Linked DNA regions of Zea mays: region 1 is linked to region 2. A link is a contact called in public Hi-C data. All regions are on one chromosome and are shown on one strand. The core of a region is the stretch at or near the end of the contact, and the rest is flanking DNA. Distances in the headings are between cores, read along the strand shown.

What was found. Hi-C and Micro-C count contacts between places; a contact is called where the count stands out from the background.
Region 1: a Hi-C map of leaf shows a contact between it and region 2, with 4 times the contacts expected there. The contact joins the promoter of LOC100277858 here to the promoter of LOC100193305 in region 2. A contact is called at or near these places in 10 of 25 Hi-C or Micro-C datasets (ear, endosperm, leaf and 3 more).

Annotation. Positions count from the first base shown.
Region 1 is chr5:175,694,950-175,701,528 of Zm-B73-REFERENCE-NAM-5.0, reverse strand. It overlaps LOC100277858, which reads left to right and starts at 2,805. Exons shown (of 3, transcript NM_001151317.2): 1 at 2,805-3,066; 2 at 3,144-3,294; 3 at 4,889-5,211. The coding sequence starts at 2,967. The coding sequence ends at 4,919. LOC100273912 (N-glycosylase/DNA lyase OGG1) reads left to right here. Exons shown (of 3, transcript NM_001148304.1): 2 at 796-1,006; 3 at 1,935-2,518. The coding sequence ends at 2,171. LOC103627280 (a long non-coding RNA gene) reads right to left here and starts at 6,214. Exons shown (of 3, transcript XR_553527.3): 1 at 5,850-6,214; 2 at 5,419-5,640; 3 at 5,088-5,339.
Region 2 is chr5:175,407,474-175,414,383 of Zm-B73-REFERENCE-NAM-5.0, reverse strand. It overlaps LOC100193305 (transcription repressor TRM protein), which reads right to left and starts at 4,835. Exons shown (of 6, transcript NM_001138444.1): 1 at 4,478-4,835; 2 at 4,301-4,359; 3 at 2,815-3,014; 4 at 2,615-2,704; 5 at 1,838-1,981; 6 at 754-1,486. The coding sequence starts at 4,518. The coding sequence ends at 956.

The DNA.
Region 1 (6,579 bases), core at 1,556-4,055, 290 kb before region 2:
ACAGTCTAGCTAGACCATCTCCGAGAGACTAGCTAAATAGCTTGTCAAGCCAAATTTTGGCTATTCAACAGCAAAATAACTCTTCAACGGACTAGTCATCCAGATCTCTAAATTAACTTGGCTAGCCACTCCGGCCAGCCAAACTGACTTGCCAAGTGTGGGATGTTGTGTAGGACCCACACATCAGTGTGTGTAGAATGTAACGGTTTGAATTTGGAGAATGGGAAATGGAGAGTCTGCTGAAGTGAGACGCTATATATAAAATATAATCTTTATGAAGAGGTAAGTATAGAGTAAAAAATAGAGAGTCCCTTGGAGATGATAGTTCAACTATTAGCTACTTTTAGCAAATTAGCTAATAGTTAGCTAGCTAATTCTACTAGCAATTTTTTAGCCAACTAACTATTAGATCTAGTGCATTTAAACACCCCCCCTAAGCTGTTGTTTCTACCATTTTAACTGAAGCTTTGGTTGAGAAATAAAACTAATGTGTATATTGGGCTAGTCGTTGATCTAATCAGGCAACGGGCATTTGGGCTATGATAATGCTGATGACGTTTTTACTATGAACGTAAAGAAGTATAAAACCCAACTTTGTGTTTGCAGCATACTGGCATTTTGTCCTTTGGGAACCAATTTATTCGCCAGAAAGTCTTGTTCTATGGATTGTAACAGCACAGATCAATAAATCATTAACTGCTCATGAGTATCTGTTGTGTAGACAGTATTGCTAGAGAGCTTCATAGTATACTGAATTGAGCAATTCTGTGTGGTTTTTTTATGACAAACGAGCAGGGCAAAGTACATTGTTGGCACTGCTAAAGAATTGCAGGCCAAACCTAGTGGAGGTCAAAAATGGCTTGCCTCACTGCGTGAGAAGGAACTTTCAGATGTGATTGAAGCTCTTTGCACTCTCCCAGGTGTTGGTCCAAAGGTCGCTGCCTGCATTGCTCTGTTCTCCCTTGATCAAAATCATGCTATTCCTGTCGACACACATGTTTGGAAGGTATGCTATATTGCTATATCTCACTTTTGTATTAATGTTGTAACAATTGCTTCTACTTCTGTTGTTTCATTTGGACATACCATTGTTAGTTCATTGATATTTTTAGTGAGGTAGAGCTTGTTTGAGTTATGTCCATCACCATCATTCTCTGTTAGACCACAGTAAGGCTTTGCATAGATGAATTATCGACCATTTGTACAGGCTAACGTGTGTTGCACTTCCTTTCGCTGTATGTAGACTGCACATGGCACCTGATTCAAGTTATGACTCAACCATTTGATTTGACCATAAAAACCTTGCTCTTCATTACTAGGTTTTAGAAGGGTAGACCTAGTGTAGTAGTGAGAGCTATCTCAATGAGCTACCAGGTCACGAGTTCGAAGCAGTCTCTCCGCATTTGCAGGGGAAGGCTTGCCTTGGTTTATTCTTTTCCTAGACACCACTTATGTGGGCGCATTCGGCACTGGGTCTGCCTTCATTGCTAGGTTTGTTCCCTCTTAAAAAAACAAAACTATGTTTGTTTTTTTTTGGAAAAATATTATTTGAAACGCTAGTAAAACAATCACCATGTGTAGATACATATTCCTGCTGCATTCATAATGACTGTACCACTCATGTTGGGGTGTTTTTTTTGAATTCTTATTATTTTTCAATCAAACTTGTGGATGCAACCTGTAGAAGGTCTGCTGTCTATACTTAGTGGGTGTTTGGTTTCTAGAGACTAATTTTTAGCCCTTATATTTTATTTCATTTTAGTCTGTAAATTGACAAATATGGAAATTAAAATAGAGTTTTAGTTTCCGTTTTTGGCAATTTAGAGACTAAAATGGAGGGACTAAAAATTAGTCCCTAGAAACCAAACACCCCATTAATATGATCCAAAGACTATTTCATGTGAGTGTTAAACTCTATATGGATTCTAATGCAGGTTGCTACACAGTATCTATTACCAGAGCTAGCTGGCAAGAGCTTGACCCCAAAACTTAGCGTTGTTGTTGCCGATGCTTTTGTTACTAGATTTGGAAGCTATGCTGGTTGGGCACAAAACGTTCTCTTCATTGGCCAGCTACCAACTCAAAAAGTTGTTGTGGCTCAAGTTACCAGTGACAATGGTACCACAAAGCCTACCAAAAGGAAGCGCAGGGTGCAACCGGAACCATGTTGAGGGAGCATGGATACCAGCGATAGTGGGTTTGCCATTCTTCTGTGTTATTCTCGTTCAGTAAGAATGTAAGATGATGTAATATGACCATGACGAATGATCTTTTCTGCTGAACAGGCATTAGGTTGCTCCTGATCACACTAACATATTTGCTGTCAGCTTGTAACATATAGGAATGCCTGACTCATTACATTATGAGTTCTATTTTCATATGTGGGCATTGTGTTGTTTCTTCGTTAGCCTGCCCGTGCATCTTCCACAAAAACATCAGGATGGAAGCGGGGGCACATGTAACCGTGTTGTGTTGTTATTTAAACAGCGATGAGGGATTCAGTTGAAAGTATTGGGTCAATAGTTCTCTGTAACCTTTGCACCCAGCTATACCATCCCGTGCTGCCAGGCCGGCTTCTTCTGATGAACGTTTGAGCAAAGTTGTGTTCTGAATGTCCTGAGCTCCTGGTGACTGACTCAAAGGACAAATTTCTGTGATTTTACACAAAGGACACATATATACCAGTAGCCTCTTGTCAATGGACAACGGGTGACTTTACGCAAATATCATTGTCTTGCGACATGATTTTACGCAAATGTTATTGCCTTGCGATATGAGTATATGACACTCTGTTTCCTCCTCCCGAATCCGGTTGCCTGCATTGCCAGCAAAGTCAACGGCGCTACAACTGCATTACTGCAGGCAGGCTTTTTGCTTGCTTCCGCGGGCCTCGCATGCCATAGGCTCAATAACCTCGCCAGCGGATCCCTTCCTTGCGAGGCCGGAACTGAGCTGCCGCCGGCGCTATGGCGAGCGGCGGCCTGGCGGCTGCGTCGGAAGTCGCCGTCGTTTTCCTCATCCGCCCTGTCCTTGCCATCGCCTTCGTCTTCACCCTCATCCTCCTCAGTATGACTCCCCTCCCCTTATCTCCTCAGTTGAATAGTTGCGTGGGTTCCCTTCCCTGATCCGCTTCGTCGCCCCAGGCTGGTACGTGGCGTGGAGGACGGTGCTGGTGCACGTGCCGCTGGTGCAGGAGATCGCCGGCCTGCGCCCGAAAAAGCCCTCTAAACCCAAGCCAGCCAACCGCGGCCGCTTCGCCAAGTTCTACCAGAACCAGGCCGAAGCCGCACAAAGGTCAAAGCTTTACCTCCGCACGACCACACAAGCCTTCTTCTCCTTTTGCTCATCCGGATGTTTCAGTGCTGATTCATGTGGAAACTGACTGTCCAGCACTTGTTCAATTCGATCCAGATTGACTGCTTCAGTGCTGTTCAGTCCTGGACTCCTGGCATTGCTGAAGCAGTTTGTTGCAGTTAGGTTGTAGCTTAGGATTGTATCAGCATACCCCGCATGGCCACCCACTATCTGATCTAGTTGGGCATATGGCGATTCTGCAGCTCTTCATGTGGGCGTGGTTGCAATTGTAGTTAAATTGGAGTGGGGAAAGTTGCTTGAGCTGTCTATTTCAGCATTTCAAACTTGATTCAGCTTCATTTACAGTTTGGTACAACGGCTAAAGGACCTGAAGGCATAATTACCTGCATTTTTGTGTCCTTGTTCACCTCTGGATGCCCATCTCAAATTCCTAAATTTCTTGTCATGCCTACTATTGGTGCTAAAGTAAAACTGTTTGTTGCAATCCATAGAAAAGTCTAGACATTTCAAACTTCAGTGCATACAATTCGATATATTGGCACTTTGGAGCTACTCCATTTTTTTTTGACTGGAGCTATAACTATGTTCCTTACGACAACACAAGTTTTTTTTACACCTTGTATTGTGAATATCTGCAGTCCTATTCTCTCAGAAGCGGCTATTGAATTGCTTAGGCATAGCTGGGAATACCGGATACTTGTATATGGATGGGAGAAAAATAAAGCCATTATCATTTGCACGATCAATGTGGTTTATCTAGTAAAAAAATGAGTTGTGATTGAAATAGCTTATGCAACATTTCTCATTTAAATAACTAGTAATTGCACTTCATATATTGTACATTATGAACATGTATTCTTGAAACATGGCTAACTGTAAACTCTTATGATTTGATTTATCTTGTTGTCTTCTTACACCTTGAAGTTTTCATATTTCATCTTGACCTGCAACGCCAATATTAGCATTACTACAAGAAAGTAGGTGGCACCCTTTGGTTCATCATTCAGTTTCAGTTGCTCCTTAATGCCATTCCTTCCTTTCAGTGATGGGCAAGTACATAGAACCTAAGGACGAAAGAACATTGCTATGTGGTACCGAATCCGTTGCTTGTAGGCTACGGTAGCTGTTTTAGAAGCCTGCTGCAGCAGTGGTTGGGAGCGTCTCCAACTTGGCTAGGAGAATTTGTTTGATGCTTTCTAGAAGACTAGAACCTTTTGATTACCCAGAGGTCTGCGTTTGTTTTTTTATTCCATCCCACAATTTTACAATATAACATGCTTACTAGCAAATTGTATCATGAGTTCTGTCAAGATAGCTAACAGTAATGTATTTTGGGTAATTGGGTGCTCAAAAACCTTTCCTACTTTAGACTTCTTAGCTAGAGTGTTCCTTCCATTCTCAGATATCATCCCAATGTTTCAATCATAGCGTGCTTACAGCTAAAGTTGCTCTATGTTTGCAGCTACAAATCGTTTTAGCTTCAGGCACATAGATTATGAAGAAGCAGAAAATGGCCATACTCCTTGTACGCATCTCCACAAATCTCTAACCTGATTTCTTAATCTGTTAACAGGAACAGCAAATCAGAAGGGGCATCATCTTAAGAGAAATCCGTCACCACCTTGTAATGAGTACCTGCCGCAGACTTTATTATGCAGTTCTAATTAGAATGCAAGTACTACCAGTGACGGCGTCTTTTTAGGAGAGAATGTATACCAGCATGTGATGGGAGCATCCCTGCCTGCCTGACGATACATCAGGCTTATGATAGTAGCGTATCAACTGTTTATTGCATGACCTTGTAAAGTTAAGGACCTTATGATTGTACATATATATATACACCTGTATACAAGAAATAAAGAGAAGCACATGTCCTTTGGAATAATATCAACGTACCTTCTCCTGCGCGCTATCAGGTTCAGCTCTAATCATTGGCTCATGATGGCGTTTCTAAAGATGAAAAACTGCTTTATATGATGCCCAAGCTGCTGGGATCGTGCTTGCGCTCGTTCCTTTCGGCTTTGCTGAACAATGATCATCCATTCAATCAGCCAATCATTTGGCGACCGATTCCATCTGGGAAGGATGGAGATCCTGACTCACCTGGCAAGAGGGAAGCCATACATTTCTTGAGAACCAGGACCAAACCACCTGCCCAAAAGCCGCTTCCTTTGCAGCAAAGCTCCTTTGCCACTAATTAGTTGATACTAGAAACAACTGAACTTGTTCATCCTTAAACAGTACGAGCAGTCGTGATTACGCAACAGAATGGTTGGCACCACATCTGATCTCCTTTTCCTGGTGTTCTCTCCTTTTGATCCAGACCTGAAAAGAGCGATGCAAAAACCATCTACACAGCTTAAGAAACCGTCGAGTGGAATGGTGGCTGATACCACCACCGCAGGAGAACTGTGGAAGGAGCCGGCACCGGCACCGGCACCGGCAGTGCTCCCTCCCCTCCAGCTCCAGCGGCACAAAGTGAGGCGGCCACTCTTACAGCAGGATCTCCCCCACCTGATCGCCTCCAATCTTACCAAAAAGCGCGATGTCCGTCCGGTCACCGTCGTTGAAAACCAGCTCGACGCCGTTCTCAGGGGGGGCCCTCCGGGGAAACGCTGGGTTGTGGATGCCATGATTGGGGGCTTTGTAGCATCATTGTACCTTCCCAAGCTTGTAGATTCCAAGCTAATCATCATCATCATCATCATCATTCATCAATGGCGACGGTGGTGGATTCGGCTGCTCTAGATTTTCGGTAAGATTTCCCGGGCTGCCTCATGTCGAAAGCAAAAGCAAAGCCAAGCCAAGCCAAGCAAAGGTAGGTGATCGAGTTGAGTGACCTGTGTATCATGCAAAAAGGGCCACGGTTCAAGGTGCCGAGCCAATCTTTTGATAGAATGTTCCATGTATAGGCTATAAAGAAAAGGACCACTTGCGACGATGCACATGACACATCACTAGCTTGTTTGCTAACATACGCTAATGAATCCATAAATGTTCCTAAAATGGCATCCTTGACCTATCTATGCGCTATGCTAGCGACTGCACACGCAAGACTCTAAATGCTAGTCAAGCTGTGCAAAAATACTCACCACACCAAAATTCGGTATTTTCGCGTGTGGGCCATTGGCCGGTCAATGGACTTTGTTACGTGTGTAGTGCGTACGAATTTAAGTGGTATAAACATGGCAAATGGCATCGAGTGTGTGCTACTGACCTTTTGGATGTGAGATACACATCGCCTTTTGTTGATACTTTTGCTTG
Region 2 (6,910 bases), core at 3,586-6,085:
AAGACAGGAGATCCTAAAACATATAAATACGCTACCATTCTAATTCAGACAAAAAACAATGACATACTTAGGCCATAAATTAAGTACTAACATAAATGGAGGGGACAAGAAAATAATCCTAAAACATATAACTGCCCTACCATTCTAATTCATACAAAAATAGTGATAGCATAAATAGAGAGGATAACATAGAAATAAACATAAAACATATAAATGATACCAGAGATTAACAAAGGGGAAAAAAACAAGACAAACATAATGTAAATTGTCCTAAATGTCTAGATTATGTATGAACCTAATGTAAACATTAATATAAATTATAAAAAAATAACCCTGGAGCTCATTCATTAATCATTAAGGGCTAGTTTGGGAGAAAAAACTGGAGGGAGTTGGTGGGGATAAAATCCACTTCTTATTCAAAACTAAATAAGGGGATTTTAAATCCTCTAATCCCCTCCAGTTTTTACTCCCAAACTAGCCCTAAGGAGCTCGGCCACGTTCTTCTTATCGAATCCATGTCTGACAAGCCTGATCAGACCTCAAATTAAACTCACCCAAAAATCCATGTACACTCTCGCACACTTCCTCACTCTGAAACCGGTGGATGCATTACTCTCTCAAAGCAAACATGGCATCCTCATCTTACAAATGTAAGGCTGACGAGATTGATTGCCAAACACTGAAATCAGGGTTACAGTAATAACTCATCTGTGATAACGAACCAAAAGGCACAAACACAAACACAAAAACAAGCGAAACGAGAACAATGATCCATTATCCTTTCTGAACTCATGGCATGTCTGATTGAGAAGGGGCAGACCACCTACAACCTATGCTGTCTACAACAAGTCCGCCTTATTTTAAAATTTTACATGTATGCAAAAGCTATAACCCTCAAAGTTTAAAATTTATGGTATATGCACAACTACAGAACAGATGGACGCCTGCTAGAAGCTCATTGTTCGTCTTCGGTTTCCTCGTCATCGCTACTAGCAACTCTGTTGTAGTTCCATCTATCCTCGACATTGTTGCCCCCCTCTTCTTCCTCGGTCTCCTCGCTGTCATCCTCGTACATCACTTTCCTTGGCCACTGCTGCTCCTCGGGAAGGTGCTCCTCAGGGAGGTTCACAGCTGGCGATGGCGCTGCGTACCCTCCTTTGCGCTTGGAGACCTTGGCTGGTGGCATTCTAGCAGTGATGTCCGGTCTGCTCCTATGGGAACTCTTCGAGATGCTGCGCTTTGAAGGGGCAGCGCCTTGTGGACCACCATCCTGGTAGTGGTTGGGATGCTCCTTTTTCAAATGGAGGTTCAGCTTGTACTCGTGGATGTATGCCTTGTCGCAACCATCGTAGGGGCAGACGTAAGGGCGCTCAGCTGAGGGAGCTGGAGGCGTTGCTGAGACCTTTGCTGGCTTAGGGGGCTGATGCTGTTCTCCAATTGCACTATGGTTCATAGCCGAAGCACCTGGATTCTGCAGGCAAACAGCCTATATTTGTCTCATTACAAAATTATCTCACGAGCAGAAATTCATACCCAGTAAGACTTTGTTCGGTTATTCCTATCCCATGTGAATTGGATGAGATTGGAAAAAATTATCAAAGATTTTGACTTATTTGGGATTAAAACCCACTCAATCCCACCCAATCCACATGGATTGAGAGCAAATCGAACAAGCCTTAGGGCTTGTTCGCTTATTCCAATTCCATGTGGATCGAAGTGTATTGGCATGGATTGAGATGAATTTTGACTTATTATAGATTTAAACCGACTCAATACCACTCAATCCACATGGATTGAGAGCTAACTGAACAAGCCCTTAAATGGTAACAGATCTTACTTTCTCATGTTGTGCCCTGATATGAGCTCTTAGTTTTGATTCTTGTGTAAATCTTCGGCCACATTCTGGGTACTGGCACACATGATAGTTATCTGCAGAATGTGTTTTCATGTGTGCCTTTAAATTAAAATCCAACGAAAAAGCCTGCAATAGTCAGGGCACATGACATTAAAAGCACATTTACCCGATAAATACTAATAATAACAAATGACAAAAGCTGCATTTAATTCATCAATTAGAAATATGGCATATCCTAGAAAGCTTCTAACGAAGCTTGCAAATATATCATACCACCAACAAAGAGTATCTTATTGGCACCACTCTGCTTGAGATTTTTCCTTTCCCCGACATCCAAGAGGAATCATTTAAGCATTTTAAGCTCTTTTACACAAGGACAGCACTATGTATCCCCTCCAGCCCCATAGTAGTTGCAAAACAACTAGTATGAGTACAATCATTGTCTAAACATTAACTTTCTCTTTAGTATGTATGTCAAAAACTTTGTGGAGTATGAAATAATGCATTTTCTCCAGAAAAAGGGACCACGACTAATCTTAACGCAGCAAATGGAACAGAATGAAATGGTCAAAGCTTTAGAACATGGTTGCACCAGAAAAAAAAACAAGCATAATTAAGCATTGTCTAGTACAAATTTCTACTTCATGATTAAGCATTACCAGTAACATGCTATGAAAGAGAACTACAAATCACCACATGATTAGAAGAAACTATAGTAAAAATGAATAGCAAACACAATGGAGAGGACAGTGTGATTACCTTCCCACAACCTTCATGTGGGCACACAAAATTCTTTTCTCCTGTATGAATAAGAAAATGTCTCTTCAACTTAGAACTATCTAAGAATTTCTGCAAAATCAGATTTAGCAGAAAAAGGATTAATCAAGCAACTGAAATAGAAACATGCCTTTGCAGACTGAAGATTACTCTGGGATGTGACCAGGAATTATAAACAGTACCTTGCCACAGTTCTCATAGTGACAGATATATTGCCTCTCCCCATGGACGTGAGCATGCTTCCTAAGAGCCCCTGCATCAAAAAATGTCTTCCCACATCCTTCGTAGCTGCACAGGAAGAGAACCTCAGAGTTGGGTTCAGGAGTTGCAGATTCTGCCCCATGCTTCTTGTCCTTAGCCTTCAAAGCTGCTAGTCTGTCCTCTGTAAGTAAATCCAATAATAATATTAACAGCAGAATCAAAAAGGTCATATCATAAAAGCTGAATGAACAAGAAACAATCCAACTACTATATAGTTATTAACAGTCATAAATCAATCGGAACATCCAACAATGAATTACACCTTGTGTGTACTTGTCCGCAAATTGTGTGAGAACTTCATACTCTTCATAAGTAAGTTGCAGTGTTCATTACACTGTCCAAAGTCCAAACCAGTCAGGAGGTGTCAGCAATCCAAAAGATCGCATTGGTATGCTGGTGGCAGCTCCCAAATAGAATGTACTAAGTCTTCTTCTAGTTTCAACTGAACTTAGGCTCTCTCCAGCAGTAGCCTGTATATGGATTTGTACCCTATATTTAGCGTTTGGTATGGTTCGCAATGCCTCCAACAACGTGCACTATCACGTCCAGTAAAATAGCGGAGGCTTACAGGGTCCTCTATACCTGGGGCTGCTTTGCCATCCGCTAAACACTGTGCTCATAGCTTTCTCATTTAATTCCACTCGATTTCCTGTACGGGGATGTGATGTATGCGTACTTTTGGTGTACGACACTAGACGAGATCACAAGGAATCAATGATACAACGGTGATGGAGGAATGTTTAGAAATTAGTTGTAATGATAAAAAAGTTATGTAATGAATAAATAATTTATTTTTAGGATTCTGTATGAGTAATTCATTTTCATGAGTCGTCAAAATTACTATTAATATAGTTGGCGAAATAAAAAACAATGTATTTAATGAAGTCTATTAATACTGTAGGTATAGAGAACAGAATTTAGAGAACGCTGTTGGAGATGAAAAAGATATAGAGGATGAAATCTTTTAGAGAGTTCTGTAAAGGACAGAGAATATTCTTTTAAGGGATGAAATTTAGAGTATATTGCTGGAGACAGCCTTACCACTCTTACTTGGAGACTAACAGCACATATGTACTGCTCTACTGAAATCTCAATTTTTCTGGGTGGAACTAAACAATCATCCCTTAGGTGCGCTCCAGAAGTATTAGATTTACACATACGTGATGCAATTAGTATAACAGACATGAAAAGACTTCGCTTGCTCCATCGGTCTTATACAGGATGCTCGAGGAATTGTGAATTCGCATGGATATGGATGAATCACTGGTGAAGAAGTACCAGACAGGGCAATTCTCAGTGCAAAACATGACGATGACATGACAGTACAGTCACAAAATAAAAGTCTGCGTTTTGACATCAGCAGCAGCAACAACAGGGAGAAGCCAGCAAGCAATCAGTTCCGCGCACCTCGCACCCACTTGTACAGCACGCAGGGGCCTCCGGCGACGACCAGTTCTTGCGAGACCCTGAAGAACACAAGGTCAAATCGAAATCGGAAGGGGGGGGGGGGGGGGGGGGGGGGGGGTTCTCGAGGGAGGAGAGAGACTGTGAGAGCCATCGGACGGGCAGACAAGGTCAACTCACCACTCCTTCACCCAGCGGTAACGGCGGTGGGGGATCTGCATCTCTGGGCGCGGCGGGGGCAGAGAGCTGGCGAGCGGCGCTGGAGGAGAGGGGCAGGGCTAGGGATCGGGACCGTGCAAGGAAAGGGGAAGCGTGGAGGGGTGGGTACGAAGACTACGAGGAGCACGAGGCAGAGTCCTCCTTGGTGCGATAGGATTGGGCATGGTGGTGACAGCTCCGCCCCAGGCTCCGCGAGGAGATGTATGGCTATGGATGCCATGCCCCGACTCGGCGACTCCCAGCGCCGTCCGACTCCAACTCCTAGATCAACACGGTGGGGTGGGGTGGGGTGGGGCATCTGATGGCTCGAGGCACCGCGTTTCTTCTGCCTTTTTCGGGGCGTGGCTGCTGCGCTTCGTCTTCCGTGGTGCGGAGCGGAACAATGGGGGCTGGCGTCAACTGCTGAAAGAGTGGGGACTGCGGAGACCAAGGGGTTAAAAAGGCAAATAAACAAAAAAAATACTTTGCCAAAAAAGTGAAGAGCGATATTATCATCTACAAATTGCAAAAATGCGATCTAAGTCGACTTCTTACGCGTATAGTCGTATAAATCAAGGTGGCTATACAATTATTTACGCGGGTCCACAAAATGCTTCATCTTTGATGAGGCAGCGGCTACATGGGCCCATTGACAGAAAAATAACAAATTAGTCAGGCCAAACATTATTCTTTCATCACTTATTAGGAATTAATTTTTTCAATATGTGTGCCTCAAATCCACTTATGGCTTAAAGGAGCCACCAAAAAAATAATGATGTCCAAAATTTTCATGCGTTAGTATTCTAAACGATGGACTCGCTCCGCCTTAAACTATAGTTTTTTCTAGTCTATTTTTTTCCACATTTATTCAAATGATAGTGACATACGTAAAAACTATATTTATATATTACTTAATAAATATACATTTAGATATAAACGAATTATATTTTTGGGAATTGAGGGAGTAGTATTTAGCGAAGAAAGATGGCTGAAAAATAGCTCTCTTGTTTTTTTAGTGTGGGCCTACTCCCTCTGTCCCTTATCTTCAGGACAAATTAGCATACAAGTCAACTTTAAGAAAATTGAGACAATTAAAGAGTTGTTAAACCGTTTGTCTTCATAGAACAACAGCTAGTCATAGCAGGCTTTTCCACTCAACAAAGAGTTATTAAATCGATAGGCTCGCTTCTCCGCTCAATGAAGAGCTCCCCTTAAGTGACATGATCTAGACCCCCAAAGACGCTATATTAGAGCAGTCTTAACTCTTCATGTCATCCAGTTTTCATAGCATTAATTTAGCTGTCATATAGGCTAAAAGATAAGGTGGCAAATAATTAAATAAAGAAAAAGTAAGAAACTGAGTCTTGCATAAGACTTGGTTTCAACAAATATCCAAGACACAATGAGAGAAGAGAAGCATTAAATTAAGTAATATTGATGTTTGCATTTGAAAGGTAGTGTCTAACAGTAGTTTCTAGATGACGTGTACCTTATATAAACTATAAGTAGTGTTGAGATTGCTCTTATGGAACATATTGAAGACCCTAGTTACCTTAAGTTAGGAAACGGAAGAAGTATGGAGGAGCAATTCATCTAGTTAGGGTGTTTAGTTTGTTTAGTCAACCTTTTAAATTTTAGGAATTAAACTTTAACTCTTAGAAATCTTATTTGAAAGATCTATTTTAGTTATCCCTAAAGTTTAGGAGGTGGGAACTAAACTCTCTCTTAGAAATATAGCTCCCGTGTAGCTTCTTCGACATTTTTTGGTCAATGTTAGACCCACGAAAGAGGGAAGGACTAGATGAAGCTTGAGAAGCTTCTTCTTTAGGCTCCCAATTTCATTCGATTGTTGGTTCCTATTTTAATGGAGGAGCCAGCGAATAAGCCCTGTTTCATAGATTTTTAAGGAAATGTTGCAGCTTTAAAAAAAAACTCTATTAAAGAGGGCCATACTCAGCTGATATAATTGTGTTTAAGCAGCAATTGATGTCCGACGCGTGATAGGGTTGAAAAAAAAGCTCTAACTCGACGAGATGGCTCGGCTCAGATTTGCTTGGTGCTTAGAACAAGCTCGAGTCGAGCCTATTTTTCTGACTTAAAAAAAGAGCGAGCCAGCTCGACCCAATAACATTTTGTCACACCCGGGTTTCGGGGCACCAAGACCCGGGCGTAAACATAATCACCAGGTGTGCTGGGACCAAGTCTCACACATATGATGAATCATGGCACAGGATCGAATGTCACAACTTTACTATAGGAGTTCTATACAAAATAAATAATTACATTATAAGGAGACAACAGTCCAGCAACCCAAAGTTGACTGGGAGACGACGACCCAGATCACTCACGAACTCATCGCAGCATCTTCCATGAGCATCATCCTGCAGTACCTGGTCTTGACCTGTGGTGTATGTG